Regions from separate parts of the Arachis hypogaea genome. Here region 1 is linked to region 2. Evidence: chromatin contacts called from public Hi-C data. All regions are on one chromosome and are shown on one strand. The core of a region is the stretch at or near the end of the contact, and the rest is flanking DNA. Distances in the headings are between cores, read along the strand shown. Region 1 holds the start of LOC114925348. Region 2 holds the start of LOC112750359 (sphinganine C4-monooxygenase 1).

Region 1 (7,028 bases), core at 3,645-6,144, 260 kb before region 2:
CACAAGTTGATCACATGCAATTCGCCACCACTATTCCTGGGAGATAATTCTAAAGATATGCATATAAAATTCCAAGTTCAACCATTTTGTATAATTTTATAACAATCTCTGGAATATCTTATTAGAATAAGTTGCAAATAGATAGTAACCATAGTAGCCTAGCACAAATAGTAACCAAATTCATACTTAACAAACAAGAAAACAAGTGGATTCTTATCAAGTGAGGATGATGAAGTTAATGATAATTCCTTTTATTTTCCAAACACTTTGATAAAAGAAAAAAATTCTTTCACTACCAACAAAACTCACTTTTAATTTTTCTCAAACGATTGTAGAAAGAGCAAATAAAATATAATAACCAAGTTATAAATTAGAAATTGCACAATGAAATAACAAATAACAAGAAAAGGCAACAAAAGAAATCAAACCATGTAGCTCAAATTGAAAAAAAAAACTTAAGTGAAGTAGTTGCAAATTTTGACCAAATATCTGAGCTCAAGATCCACTAGGAAATTGTATAACTTTTTTTTTTTAGGATTTTTTCAACACCAAACATAGTAAAGCATTTTTGTGATTTACCTATTCTCTGTCCCTGAGGGAAATAGAAAACTCTTCTCATCCCCCCAAACTGATGTTACTAATGTTACCAACAAACACAAATGTTAGCAAAATATCTGCCAAACAGGACCCATCATGTTACTAATGTTAGCAACAAACACATCTGAAAATAAAATTAAGGGAAACCCAAACTGAACCCAGCAAAATATCTGCCAGTTAAAAGGCTAACATTAAACTCCATCCTGTCATACCTGGTCAATGTGTGGTGGAATTTGCTTTATTTCAATTCCAAATTCTTGTTCAATCCTATATCAGCACAAAAGACAGAATGCATAATAAATCTATAGCATATACAGTTGAAATGCATTAACTTAACAGACTGTAAATTACATACAAATTAAAGCGGTCCCAATAAGTGATCAAGGTAACTGCTAAACCAAGATGCCCAAACCTCCCTGAGCGACCGACCTGTATATCCGTATATGATCTGTTAGAACAGGAAATCAGTGTCAAGGCAAATAAATTAGGAAGGAAATGAGGAAAAATCACCATACCTTGTGGAGATAAGTTTTTGAATTCTTGGGAAAATCAAAATTAATAAAAACTATAGAAGGTTGGAATTCTAGGGACAAAAGCTTATCAGCCTGAAACCAAACAAAAAGCAATGTAAAAGAAGGGATTAGGAACCAACTCTTACTACTAAAGAAACAGAATGAACATATGAAGAGAATAGAATTGAAAATTTGTTTGTTCTCATTTAAAAGGATTGCAACTTTTCAAATAGTTTATGCATGTCAACCACTTTTATAAATGAGTAGAAGTTGAGGCAAAAAAGTATTTACCTCATCCATAACATGATTAGTTCCCATCAGTTTAAATCATGGCAACAAAGCCAACATCAACACATATATAATCTAAACTAGGACAAAATCCTAAAAACATGAGAAAAAAATATTATAGTAAAAATTTATGCCCATTGAAGCAAGCTTGTTCCCTGAGAAGTTCATTCAAACTGGCCTTGAACTACAATAAATATGATAATCCTCTCAATCGATCTCATGGGAATCTAATAGAAAGATAAAGGTAAGAGGAAGAAGTCAAACATTGAATAACATTGTTATCCTGGTCAATTTTTTCCAATGCAGGAATGCAAAATGCAGCTGTTTTGCCTGTCCCATTTTTAGCCCTTGCAAGAATATGTCACTACCAGTAAGAGCAATTGGAATGCTTTCTACTTGGATAGGAGAAGGCCTTTAAAAACCCTTCTCATATATTCCCATGAGCAACTCTCACTTCAAAAAATAATCCTCAAATTCATTTCTTTTAGTTGCTGTCACATCCTGGGAAATAAAATTAAAGCAGATTCAATACCAACACTGGAATATATAACATAGAAATTACCTGCAAATCTTATAACCACAGAACCTTAAGTGGCTTACCCAAAAATGGTATCATTAATTATGCCTTTCAAGTTGATATTGGAAACGTGTAAATATGAAAAAACTAAATCACACCACAACAGGAAATCTAGCTCTGAAATTTTGTAAATGCCAATAATTGTACTGGTTAATTAAGGTCAGTTTATCTCAATTCCTCAGCAATTTAAGTAAATTAGTTAAAGCAGTTTGTATAGTGAAAACAGTGAACTGAATGCCTAATAGAGAGTAGGAATTAGGATATTAAAAATGACATCGGTGAATAAAAAAAGAAGCTAGTTAAATTCTATGACCAAAACTTCAAGAAGCATTTCATTATAAATGCACTGATATTATTTTCAGTTTAATCCCCCCCCCCCCCTAGTGAAGATCAAGACTGCTGCTGATCCTGGAATTGGAGCACATTATATGAAAATCAACACACAAAACACGACAAATTAAAACAACAACCCTCCAACACTTAGCTATTAGCTGACACCAAAAGACACCATCAATATTAGCAGACGAATAATGACAATAATAACAACAAATGAATACTAATCTAAATGATCCAATTTTAGCATTAACAAATCAAAGCATTAAAGGTTGAATTTCAGCAACTGCAAATAATATCAATTTAAAATATCAAGCTAGATCCACTCCCTCGCATACTCAACGGCTAAAAGAATTAAGAGTTGTACAAAAGAAACTATAAGTCATATCACAAACTTAGACTCTATGTATTATTAGAACTGATATATTATTCTTAGTCATTGGCTTTAATTATTTATTAATGAATCTAAACAAAATAGAAGCCTGAATGCTTGAACTCGTGTATTCAATTCTTGTAGATGAAATGAATGACTGAGAAATTGAAATCAGTATTATTACTTTTAGATAAACTTCATTAACAAATTGAAAATTAGTAAAATACAGAAATCAGTATTATTACATACTAAATACACATGCGCTAAGTGCCTATTGCAGTAACTATCACGTCATGAAGTAATTCTCATTGCAAAAGCACCGAGAGACTTTTATACTCATGAAGTAATTCTCATTGCAAAATCTCACCATTCTTGTCCTTAATGACTTAATTTGATCCAAATCTCTCATCCTTCGTACCCAAATACTGATAAAGACTCTCATACACTCTTGTTTTGACTCTCTTATTGCCACCTTTGTCTCCTTCTTAGCTGTCTTATATTTCTTAAATTTTCTACAATATAGAAACTACTCTTTAAAGCAAACTAAAAAGAAGGATTAAAATAGACAACTTTTGAAATTTAGTAGACCGAAACAAAAAATCGAGTATTTTACAGGGACCAAAAACTTATTTAAGCCTATAATCTTTTACAAACTAAAGTGTTGAAACATAAATATTACAAGGACTAAAGTGAGTACATTTAATCTTTTACAGGCTAAGTTTTTAAATGAAAATTTTCCTTGGACTAAAGTGTAGTTTTACTTTCAATTTAATTATGTAAAAGATAGAGAAAGAAACAACTTCTAATTGATATGACAAATCAAATTCTACATAAGAAACTAGAAAAATATATGCTTAAACGAAATATGTAAAGAATGGGTAAAGAGAAGAATGGGCAGCTTACTGATACATGAAAGTTAGATTAAATGTTAATTCAGAAAACTTTAGAAAGTCAAAAAAAAAAATTCACACGACTGAGTCCATGAGAGAGAACCTGTTGGTATTCCAGATCAAACTTTAGAGACTCATCATCACAGTTCTCAACCATGGTGGCCAAGCCCTTCAAATTCTTCACAGGCTTACCATTGAAAGCAAGAACCTATATGAATCCAAAAAGAGAAGGGGTAAGCATTTCAAATCAACCATTGATTAAGATCTATAACAATTAATAATTTAATATCAATAAATGTTCTCTTACCTGAGTGTTAACTATCTTATATCCAATCTTAATGTCAGACACGAGAACCTATATAGTAAAGTTTAAGTAAGAGCAAATGTTAAACAGCAAATCCAATTAAAAAAAAGAAAAAATTAAAATAAGGGATAGCATAGGCCAAGACCTGAGAAACAACAAGTTGCTCAACAACAGATTGTGCCATAGCATGTAGATGTTTCTCTAGGAGCTTCACTGGAGCATCAAACTCATAATCTTTACCATACTGGATCATACAAATTAAGAAGCAATAATAAAGTTAGTAACAAATATATACTCAAACAACAAAAGATAATTTCCAGAAATAAAATTTTCTGTAATCATAGACACAAATTTAAGATATTTAAAACACTACTTTTACAACTTGCAACCAAAAATCACAATAACATTAGTTTTATATGCACTGTTGCAAAATGATAGATGCCTTTTTACTTTGGACTTGATGGATAAACAATCATAAAATTGAATTAATTTTGAACTTCCATAAAGAAAATTCAGATCTAATTGGGGAATCTAATTGGGGATACAAGCACTAAATATAGGATTTAATCTACATACAATGCTCAAACAAAGAAATAAGATTCTGCCAGTGCTTCACCTGGAGAACTCCATGATGATATGAGGTCAAAGTCTCAAACACCTTTGGATATGAGTACAAATTCAAAAATTTTACTCCAAAAACAAGCTGATATAATCACAAAGCTCCATTTCCATTTTCAATTAACCCTAGATTTTAAGAAATCTTTTGATTCGGGGGAAATAGGTGAAACTCACGGAAAGTGAAGGATTGAGAGAAAGAGCAAAAGAGAGCTTTGGACGAGTAAGGATTCGATTGCAGACAAAGCTCCATGATTTGCTGACGCAAGCAGCGGAAGCGAACCAACGAGCCAGAGCCTCGCCAGAATGTTCTGGAGAAGGTCCTCGTTCACCAAACCGAAACTTCCACCGTTCCTGGTGACCATGAAAATCAAAACAAAAAATTAGATCAAAGAAAAACAATAAATAATTTACCTATGGCTGCATTCTAGATGCAAAGATAGAAACAGAGAGGCTGGAGAAAGATGACATAAACAGCAAAGAGGGTAGGGAAAGCGAAAACAACAGAGAGTGAAGTGGAGCACACAAGGAGCGAAGGCGGTAGAGCAGATGAGAATAGACGATCGAGGAAGGAAGGCAGAGACTGGCGGCACGGAGGAAGGAAAGGCGACCTCCGTTGGCTAACCGACGCGGTGAGTAGTGAGCGCCGAGGGAGTGCGAGCGCCAGCAGAGACAGGTTAGGGGAGATGATGGAGGGAGCCCCAACAGATGAGAGAGTGCAAGCGCCGTAGATGAGCTCTGTCCGAGTGTTAGGGTATTCAGAGCTTTAGTGTGTAATAGGGGAGAAGAGTATAAGTCTGATGAGTCAGTGACTTAGGTGTGTTTGGTTCACGTTGGAGAAGAGAGAAGTCCGTTTGAGTGTTTTGAACGCCCCATTTTTATGTTTGGTAATTTGTTAGAACTCTAAACCCAGAAGTGTTTTTACCTCTGAACGCACGTTCATGTGAAGCTAAAATTTCTTACTTCTGCGTTCACGTTGAGAGGAATTAAGTAGAAAATTTATTCTGTTTCTACCAATCCTACCCTCTATTTTCTTCTATAAAAAGGATGCAAGTAACCATAATTTTCACAGTAATTCTTCGTTTATTTGTTGTGTATGTTTTTTGTTCTGAATTTTTTTTTTCTATCAAAATTTTTTAGATCTGTTTCAATCACTGCCAAGATAAAAAATTTAATTATTTTTTATTATTTTTAGTACTTTCTTTCATATTTTGATTTTTATATTTTTATTGTATTTTTTTATTTATACGATAAATATTTTTTATATTATTTTTTTAGTATTTTGATGTTATTTTTTTAGTGCTCTATTATATTTTTATCGTACTTTTTTATTCATATGACAACTATTGTTGATATAAATTCTTATTTTTATTAATTTTTATTATTTTTTGTTTATATAAATTCCTTTTTTTCTATCCTTTATTGTACTATATTTATGTTGTGTATAAAATTTTTTATTTTTTTATTTTATTTTATTCATATCAATTTTATTTACTTCTTGTTGTAATTTTTTTGTTCATATGATACATGTTGTTGGTTGTAATTATTATATACTATGTTTGATATGAAGTTTTTTTTTGTTTTTTTTGTATTTTTATTGTATTTTATTTTATTTTTTATTATATACTAAATATAAGTAACAAAAGAGTTATAAATAATAAAAATGTATATTCCAAAATGATATAAATTAAAGAGTAATAAAGTACTAAAAAGATTATAGAACATTTTCTTTTTGTTTGACATTATAGAATGTATAGTACGTACTCTCTTTTATAATTTTATTTTTTATTGTATTTTTTTCTCAAAAGATAGATATTATTTTATTATTATAAAATAATAATGTTTATTTATATGATAAATATTTTTATTATAAAATGAATTACTAAGATCTATTCAAATATCTAAAGTAAAATGATAGGATAATATAAAAAATTATTTAAATTGATGTCTCTTTTAGTAATTTTTTCTCTAAAAGTGATTTTGAGTAGCAAAATCCAAACAACATTTATTTTATTATAATCCATTTTAATATAAAGATTGCCAAATATAAATCACGTTAATACAAACTTACTTTTCATCAAAATCAAGTTTGCAAAATCAATTCTATGCAAACTCTCGTTTACAAACTGTAATCCAAACACACACTAAGTGGGTGAGTGTAGCGCGTTTGGGAGTGAGTTTCTTTTTTCTTAGTGGAACCTTTTCAGCAGGCTCTTCTAGGGTGCTAACAGAGTTATTAGAAATGGGGACACTTTAAAAATGTGCCAAGATAAAAAAAAAATTTTTGCCACGCTTTAAAAGTGTCTCTGTTTCTCTCTATGGCCACGTTTTTTAAGTGTGACAAGAAAAAGCGTGGCCAAATTTTCAATCAATTGCCACCCTCATAAAAGCGTGGCCATAGACCCCTTTCGCCACTTTTTTAAGCGTGGCAAAAAAAGCGTGCTCAAATTCCTAATCAATTGCCACCCTCATAAAAGCGTGGCCATTATAAAAGCGTGGCCATTGACCATTTTTGGCCACGCTTTTAAAGCGTGGCAAG
Region 2 (7,333 bases), core at 4,168-6,667:
TTTAGATTAGTTGACTTAATAAATAATTGTTTAAAAAATTATTCCTTCATTTATACTACAGAATTTCACATTATTTAGAATAATAATATGATCAGAATATTTGATAAAAAATTAAACAAAAATAAACTACGTCATTATGTATCTCAATATTTATAGAGAGTAAGTCGGGGATACAAAGTTGTCACGATCTTTTTATTTAGAGTTCTCAATGTTCTGATTGAGTTTGTCATTTTCAATGGTAGGAAGTGTGGTACAAGGACACCAACACTCAAGTTAGTATTGGTTATATGAGGTACTAAATTAGAGATCATACATGAGAGCATGTATTTAAAATAGTTCATATATCACAAGGTTATGATATTATGAGATTTTCATCTAATGTCATTCTAAGGCTATGAGTTGCCATTTAAGTTTAGCTGATAGAAGAGAATGAGTTGTTTTTTTTATGAGTTGCTTGATAGTTTGTTGTGGTATATCCTTTTCATAAGATATTCTTGGGTCTATATATAGTCAATATCGTAACATTTTCTTTAAAAGTGGAATAATAGTTATAATGTCATTAAATTCAAAGTTGAATGATGAGGAATTATTATTGTGGTTTATATTTTTGTTTTCCTAAATTTTTGTTAGACCATCGACGACAGACGTCGATTAAACTTATATCAAAAGATTTCAATTTGAGGAACAGATACAATTCCTCTAAAAAAGTGAGTTCGGCCTTAGACTTATTAATTTAGTGTTAAAACTGGCTTGCAACAACGAAGTTTGCATATGATATTCGAACAAATTTATAATGAAATAATGTAATTGAATGTAACTTAAAAAGGGACTATTATAGTGAAAGAATTTAATGATTTAAAAAAAATTGTTTAAAAATAACAAAATAATAAACAAAGTTTAGAATTTAAGTAAACAAATAAATTAAGATAATAAACAAAACAAATAAATAAAATAAATTGATTTCAAACACTCACATGTACTTATACTCTATCACTTTTTTTGACGTTAGTGTGACTTTAAAATTTTTAGAGAATTTTAGTGTAGCTTGGAATATTGAAAATTAAAGTCTCTTTTGAAAGCTTTTACCTCCCTATTTAATAGAGACAACGTCCAGGCTATACTGAATAGTTATCAATCTCTTAATCACGACCCACAATCCGGTTTTACTTGCTCTCCAAGTTCAACTACCCACATTCTTACCATACCTTAGTCTTCAAGGACGAGATCACACGTTCTTACCCATTACGAGTGAGTCTTTTCCTCACGTGTTTTCTCTTAATTTTATTTCGACCGTCTCTCTTTCGACCTTCATCATGGTAGTCAATCAGTATACCTTTTGTTCTGTTCATCCATTTTATGATCGAAATTATTGCTGAGTGTCGAACTTTAATGCTGACAACTTTTAAGGTGTAACATCTTGAAATCCAAAATAATACATGACTATCAAACCAGTTTTTTTTACTTTAAATATTCTTAAGTATGGTTCTTAATAATAATGAATTTAAAGAAATAGTCCAAAATATAATCGTTATCGTTTCTTTTCTTGTCTCAACAACAATTTTAAAAACACTTGATTTTGATCTTTTCAAAAATTCAATTTTGATATAGGTTCGTAAATTATTTAAGAAAAAAATCTATTTCAACTTCCAAAAAATTAAATAATTTATTTAGAGAGACTCTAGAGATATAAACATGTTTTTAAACAAAAACACCGTAAAGTCCTTATTGTAGCCATGTTGTTGATGGACAAGTTTAATAATTAATGGAAGTATCATTCAGTTTTTCTTTTTAAAAAATGCACTAGTAAGATTGCTCTACTTATGGGATTGGGCAAAAATGGAACGGGCCAGTAATTGATTCCAATGGGTTGGATTGACCCAAACAAAAACTATTTAATCATGTCGGATTGAATTGATAGTGTTTAAACCAAGTTGGGTTAGAGTTCATTAATCTGTTTAATCAAGTGTTAGGGTTTCAATCCCACCTCGTGTATTCAGTTATCCATTAGCCAACAAATACTCTTAAATAGAACTCAAATCTATAACAGATTAGTCCTTAGCCTGCTGGACAGATGGATACTGTGGGACAAAAAAAATTGGTAGTGTTTACGGGATCAAATGCTTAAAACATAATAGATAATTTTCCCATTAGACTAATACACAACAATGATTAAATTTAGGGAAAATTTTAAACAAAGGAGGAAAATGGATGAGATCTTGCTGAGAACGCCCAACTTCTGTGTATGTCCTTTTGAAAACAGATTGTGGCTATTGATTTAGTTGCAGCTTCCTTTCGTAGCATTCTTGCTTATAGGGAGGTAAAAGGTAATAAGTTTAGGTGCTGCATATATATGAATATGCGAAGAAAGTGAAACACTTGAAATTGCGTTTTCAAGGATGCTAAAATTCATTCAAACTCAAAGATGTAGACATAACTGAACGTATATCTTAATGCATGCTAATAGGTAACAAGCAGCTCAGTCACTTAAAAACCCATAAGCCTCGGCAATTTCAGCATTTCCCCCTCGTTACTGTACACATCCCCCCCCGGGCCGCCTGGGCATCTTGTTCAATCATAAATAACTATGGCTCCATGAAGTGCATAAGATACAGGTCTATCCACATACACAAAAATCACCTCATAACCACAGCTTTGGCATCAATTTGAGAACATATATATATGCAGAAAAACAGAGTCAGCAAAACGAACATAGTATACCAATATCAGAAATTGCATCCTTAAGCATATATATATATATACATGCAGAAAAACAGAGTCAGCAAAACGAACTTACTATACCAGTATCAGAAATTGCATCCTTAAGCAAGTTTAGAAAACAAGGTAATGTATACAAGTTTTGATAATAGCATTATAGCAGCCGTACATAAAAGGGTGAAATAACACCGTAACTAGGTAGCTTCTCAATTTCCTTATTAAGTCTATCTAGTATAAACAGACATGTGAAGAACAATAGTAGCGTAGGCAATTCAGTATAATGTTTATATACAAAAGCTGGTCACCCAGGAAGTGCTGATCATAAATAACGAAAACCAATACTAGTACACAAAAAGAATACTCACTAAGATAAAAAGTTAATCATCCTTGGAGTCTTTACAAGGTCTGGCTTCAAAACCCCCATCAGCCCTCTTCTCCAATGTGTATGGCATGTAAGTGCCCAAGATGCGATCCCACATGACGAAGAATGGCTGCGAGTAGTTGTACTTGTTTCCATAGAGCTGATGGTGCACGTCGTGGTATGCTGTATTGTTCTTGAAGATAACGTGGAAAAGGTTTCCAGGGAGCCACAACCCGCAATGATCATCGACCGTCTTAATGGTGGCAAAGGAGAAGAAGAAGATGGAGGCCCGAGGACTCATGCCAGACAAAAGGAAAGACAAAGCCCCGCCGATGGTGTCAAGAAGCAGTCCCTCCAGAGGGTGATTGTACAAAGCTCCAAATGAGTAAGGTACAATAAGTCTGTGATGTTGGGAGTGAATATGCTTGTATAGGAACTTGTTGTGATGCATGTACCTATGCATGAAATATTGCCATGTGTCCATTACCAACATAGCAGTACCAAATTGCCGGGCCACAGCAAGGAGGGAAGCATTCTGATTCAAATCACTTTGGGTATCGCTTCCTGTCACCTATAAAATAACAAATACCCCGATTACAATTGAGTTTATCTGAATAAATAGCTACACATGGACTCTAATGATTTTACACTAGAATTAGTACCATCTTTAATGCTGATGAGGGGGATAAAAATTTTTATAGTCCAACACACCCCCTCCAACAGTAACACTTAAGGGTAAAAAAAGCTCCAGATAAAGCCAATGTCAATTTAGATTAAGTGTCCTACCTTAACCACTAGACTATCAAACCAATCCTTGTATAATTTTCACATACTTACAAGTGCAAGTCTCATAATTAGAAGGAAGTTTCTATGGCATACAATTTGATTTGTGCATTCAGCAATATCCTAAATGGTTGAAACACAATTGATGCCCCTTCAATGACAAATTTTTGGATAAATGTTACGGGACATGATCAGACCTGTAGCTTTTTTCCGTATGTTATTGATCTTTCTAAAGAACTTTCACTCTACCATCTAAAATGAATATGAAGATAAAATCCAGGTCCCGAAGTCAGACAATGCATGGATCACTAAATCTGCAACTTTCTCATTGGTGATTCAGAAGGTTTACATTTAAGTTATTTTGGATGCATAGCATTTACGGAAACTATTACATTATCTATATTGAATTAATCAACCAGTTAGCTCCTGATAGTGGATTAATAGACTAGCGCATGCAAAACAGAAACCATGATTTCTCAAATAGGCCATGGTTTAGTTTACAAGGCAAGGCACAAAGACTATTTGCAATTATGGGGTTAATAGTGACATAAAAAATACAGAAAAAGCTTTGTTTGTTGACCACACGTCTCTCAAAATGTGAGAAGCTAAATTTGAAAGCGTGGTTGGTATTTAAACCTAAAAAAAAAAGGGGCACATTTGGGGGTAATTTAAATTAGTAATTAACTAAATCCTTGCATCTTCTTGTGGTTAATCTTAATCATCATACATAAAAATAAATCGATAAAAGAAAAGCGAGATAAAACATATAAACTTTACTCCTCCAACTCCTGGGAAAAAAAAAAATAATGATAGACACATACCGCAAACAAGAGAGTTGCAACCACCGCTTGAACTAACTGTTGGAGGACAACTCCTTTAACCACAGCACCCTTTGACACCAAATTCTTCTCATCTTCATCTTCCTTGGTATGCAACCGGTAATCCTCAGAAAACAAACCAAGAACAACGTAAATCCCCGAATAAACCCAGTAAATTATGATTGGGACAAAAGTCCCAAGCATCTCATCAGAAATCCCCAAAATCATTGTTTTTATTGCGATTGGAGTGAAGAGAGACCTCAATCACACGAAATTGGAACGGAATTGAAAGAACTCGGACTGAGGAACCAACAGGGAAACCCTAACCCTTATGTTGGGAATAAACTGAAACTCTGGTTTCTGTTGATGTCTTCAATCTGAGTAGTTTAGTTGGTTTTGCCGGCAAACCCATATAAAGAAATAAAGAACCAATTAAATATTGGTTAGGTGCATTAATCACAGATTTATTAGGGTTCCTCGAAGTGGCAATTGGCAAAGGAAGATTCCAAAGAGAGAATGAATAATTGCTTGCGCGAATGGGACTCTACAAAACGAATAGTACACGCTGGAAAAAATATCAGAGATTATGCTTCTGTGTGGTGATGGCGCACGGTTGTATGGGCTGATGTGTAGTGATGGGAGAAACGGACGGTTGCGTTAGATTAGAGGAAGGAACTGATAGTTTCGTTTGGGCATTAGAGTAGAGCCCGTTATGAAGTGATGACGTGTTTTTCTTTTTTTAATATTTTTGAGTGAACGAGACGACACCGTGTTTGACCGAGCAAAAATAGGAACGGGACCACTGATGGTTTAAGCAAGCCGGTTTTGAATGTTAACGTATCTTCTGTGGAACGGGCGCATTGGAGTTGACCTAAAGCCAAAAGTCAGTAATTATACACTTTCTGTGTTGTATGCAAGAAAGCGAATGGATTATTCAAAAAAAAAAAAGTTTCTTAATTTTTTTTGTTAGAATAAAATATAATTTTTAATTATTTAATTGTATATTTTTTATTTTTTATTTTTTTTCTCTTATTAATAAAATGTATGTGAAAAATGACAGTTTATTTTTTCAAGTGAGAAAAAAATTGAAAGAATTTAATTCCTACAAAAAAAACATAGTTGTTACAATTAAAGCGATAATTAATTTGATCAAAATATTAGTTTAATGGGTCATTAGTTTAATTATTAGATAATTAGTTACATCAATTGATTCGATCATAATTAAATAATTATATAATTTTTTAATAAAAAATTTTTATTTTTATTTTTATTAAATTGATTATTATTTCTTATTTTAATAATTTATACTTATTATAAAAAACTATGAGATTTATTTATTTGAACTTGTTATTAATCTGATTGAACTTAATAAATAGAAAGTATTATTTCAGGTTTTTTATTTCTAAAAAATAAAGGTAGAAATTTTTAATTTTAATTTTGTAAAAAATAAATAAATTAAAAAGCTCAATAAAAAAAGTGTTCAAGTAAAAGTTAAAGAATAAAAGTAAACAATCAATCAATAAAAAAAATGAGAATAGTATTAGGTATGTTATATGGTAAAAAAGAAGCACAAATACACAATATATAGTGAAAAACTTCTTAGCTTAGTGGTTGTAAGGTTCCTCATCATTTTTTTAACTTTAGATTTGAATCCCAGCAGAGACAAGTTTCTAAAATTTGCTCAAATTTGTTGCTGATGTCATCAACACGCAAGTTGATCAAGTCTTGACCAAAGTTGCGTGAATTGGACTGGTCAATAAACCGATGAGGTTACTGGTTCAATAATTTACTGATTCGATTGGGGTTTAATCGGAGTTCAACCGGTTTAATTAAATATTAAATAAAACTATTAAAAAAATCTTGTTCAGTCGTGTGCCAAACGGGTTGGGAAGTCTGGGTACTGAGGAGTGCAGCTGGGGCAGGATCTGGATTGAGGTCCTGGCGAGCCGAGGATTTGAGGAGTAGGGGGTGTGCCACTTGCAAGGACTCCAATGCCAAATAAAAGTCCATACGAAGAGGTGACAATTAGAGTAAAAGGAGTGACGTACCTTGGGGAGGGGTAGGGCCCTCCCCTTAGATAGCCTGTACGTGTGTGGGCCCCTCATGGACAGTCCCTCTTTCTTGAAAACTTCCTTTCCAGCTGTCCATGATCATGTAGAAGGGGTGACAACACGAGTCGTCTTCCAGTCGGTTGTGGACAGGCCGCCGGGTCGGGCGGGTGCCCAGACCCAGACCTTGAGTGTGTTGGGCTAGGCCAAAACAGTTCCCCCAACGCGTCATTTGTGGCCACGATCAACGTGGGTGTCGCGTTCTCTTCGACTCCTCCTCAGTAGGGCCCTAGGTCGGCCGCTTGATGAGAGGACTTTTTGACGGTTTAGAATTCACAAATGAAAGCTCGTTGCAATATAGTTTCTAAATCAACACTAATCCTTTCATACAAAAATTTGGTTGTCACAAGTACAAACCCCTAAAATCTATTAACCGAAGTATTGAAACCTCAGGTCGTTCTCCCTAGGAATTACAATAAAGTGTCTTGTTATTGGTTATGGAGTATGTTTTGGGATTTTTGGGATAGTAGACAAGAAATATAAATGGCAAAGGAAATAAACTAACAACTAACAAAGGTCTTGGCAAGGTTTGGTGGTCAAGGATCTCT

Evidence for each region. A called contact is a pair of places that touch in the nucleus more often than the background predicts.
Region 1: a contact with region 2 is called in a Hi-C map of leaf, with 2.0 times the contacts expected there. The contact joins the promoter of LOC114925348 here to the promoter of LOC112750359 in region 2. A contact is called at or near these places in 3 of 8 Hi-C or Micro-C datasets (leaf and an unstated tissue).

The regions. Positions count from the first base shown.
Region 1 is chr15:63,013,157-63,020,184 of arahy.Tifrunner.gnm2.J5K5, reverse strand. LOC114925348 reads right to left here and starts at 4,894. Exons shown (of 8, transcript XM_029292943.2): 1 at 4,667-4,894; 2 at 4,020-4,118; 3 at 3,878-3,925; 4 at 3,674-3,778; 5 at 1,113-1,202; 6 at 953-1,026; 7 at 810-864. The coding sequence starts at 4,058.
Region 2 is chr15:62,756,810-62,764,142 of arahy.Tifrunner.gnm2.J5K5, reverse strand. LOC112750359 (sphinganine C4-monooxygenase 1) reads right to left here and starts at 5,417. Exons shown (of 2, transcript XM_025799055.3): 1 at 4,681-5,417; 2 at 2,777-3,647. The coding sequence starts at 4,905. The coding sequence ends at 3,093.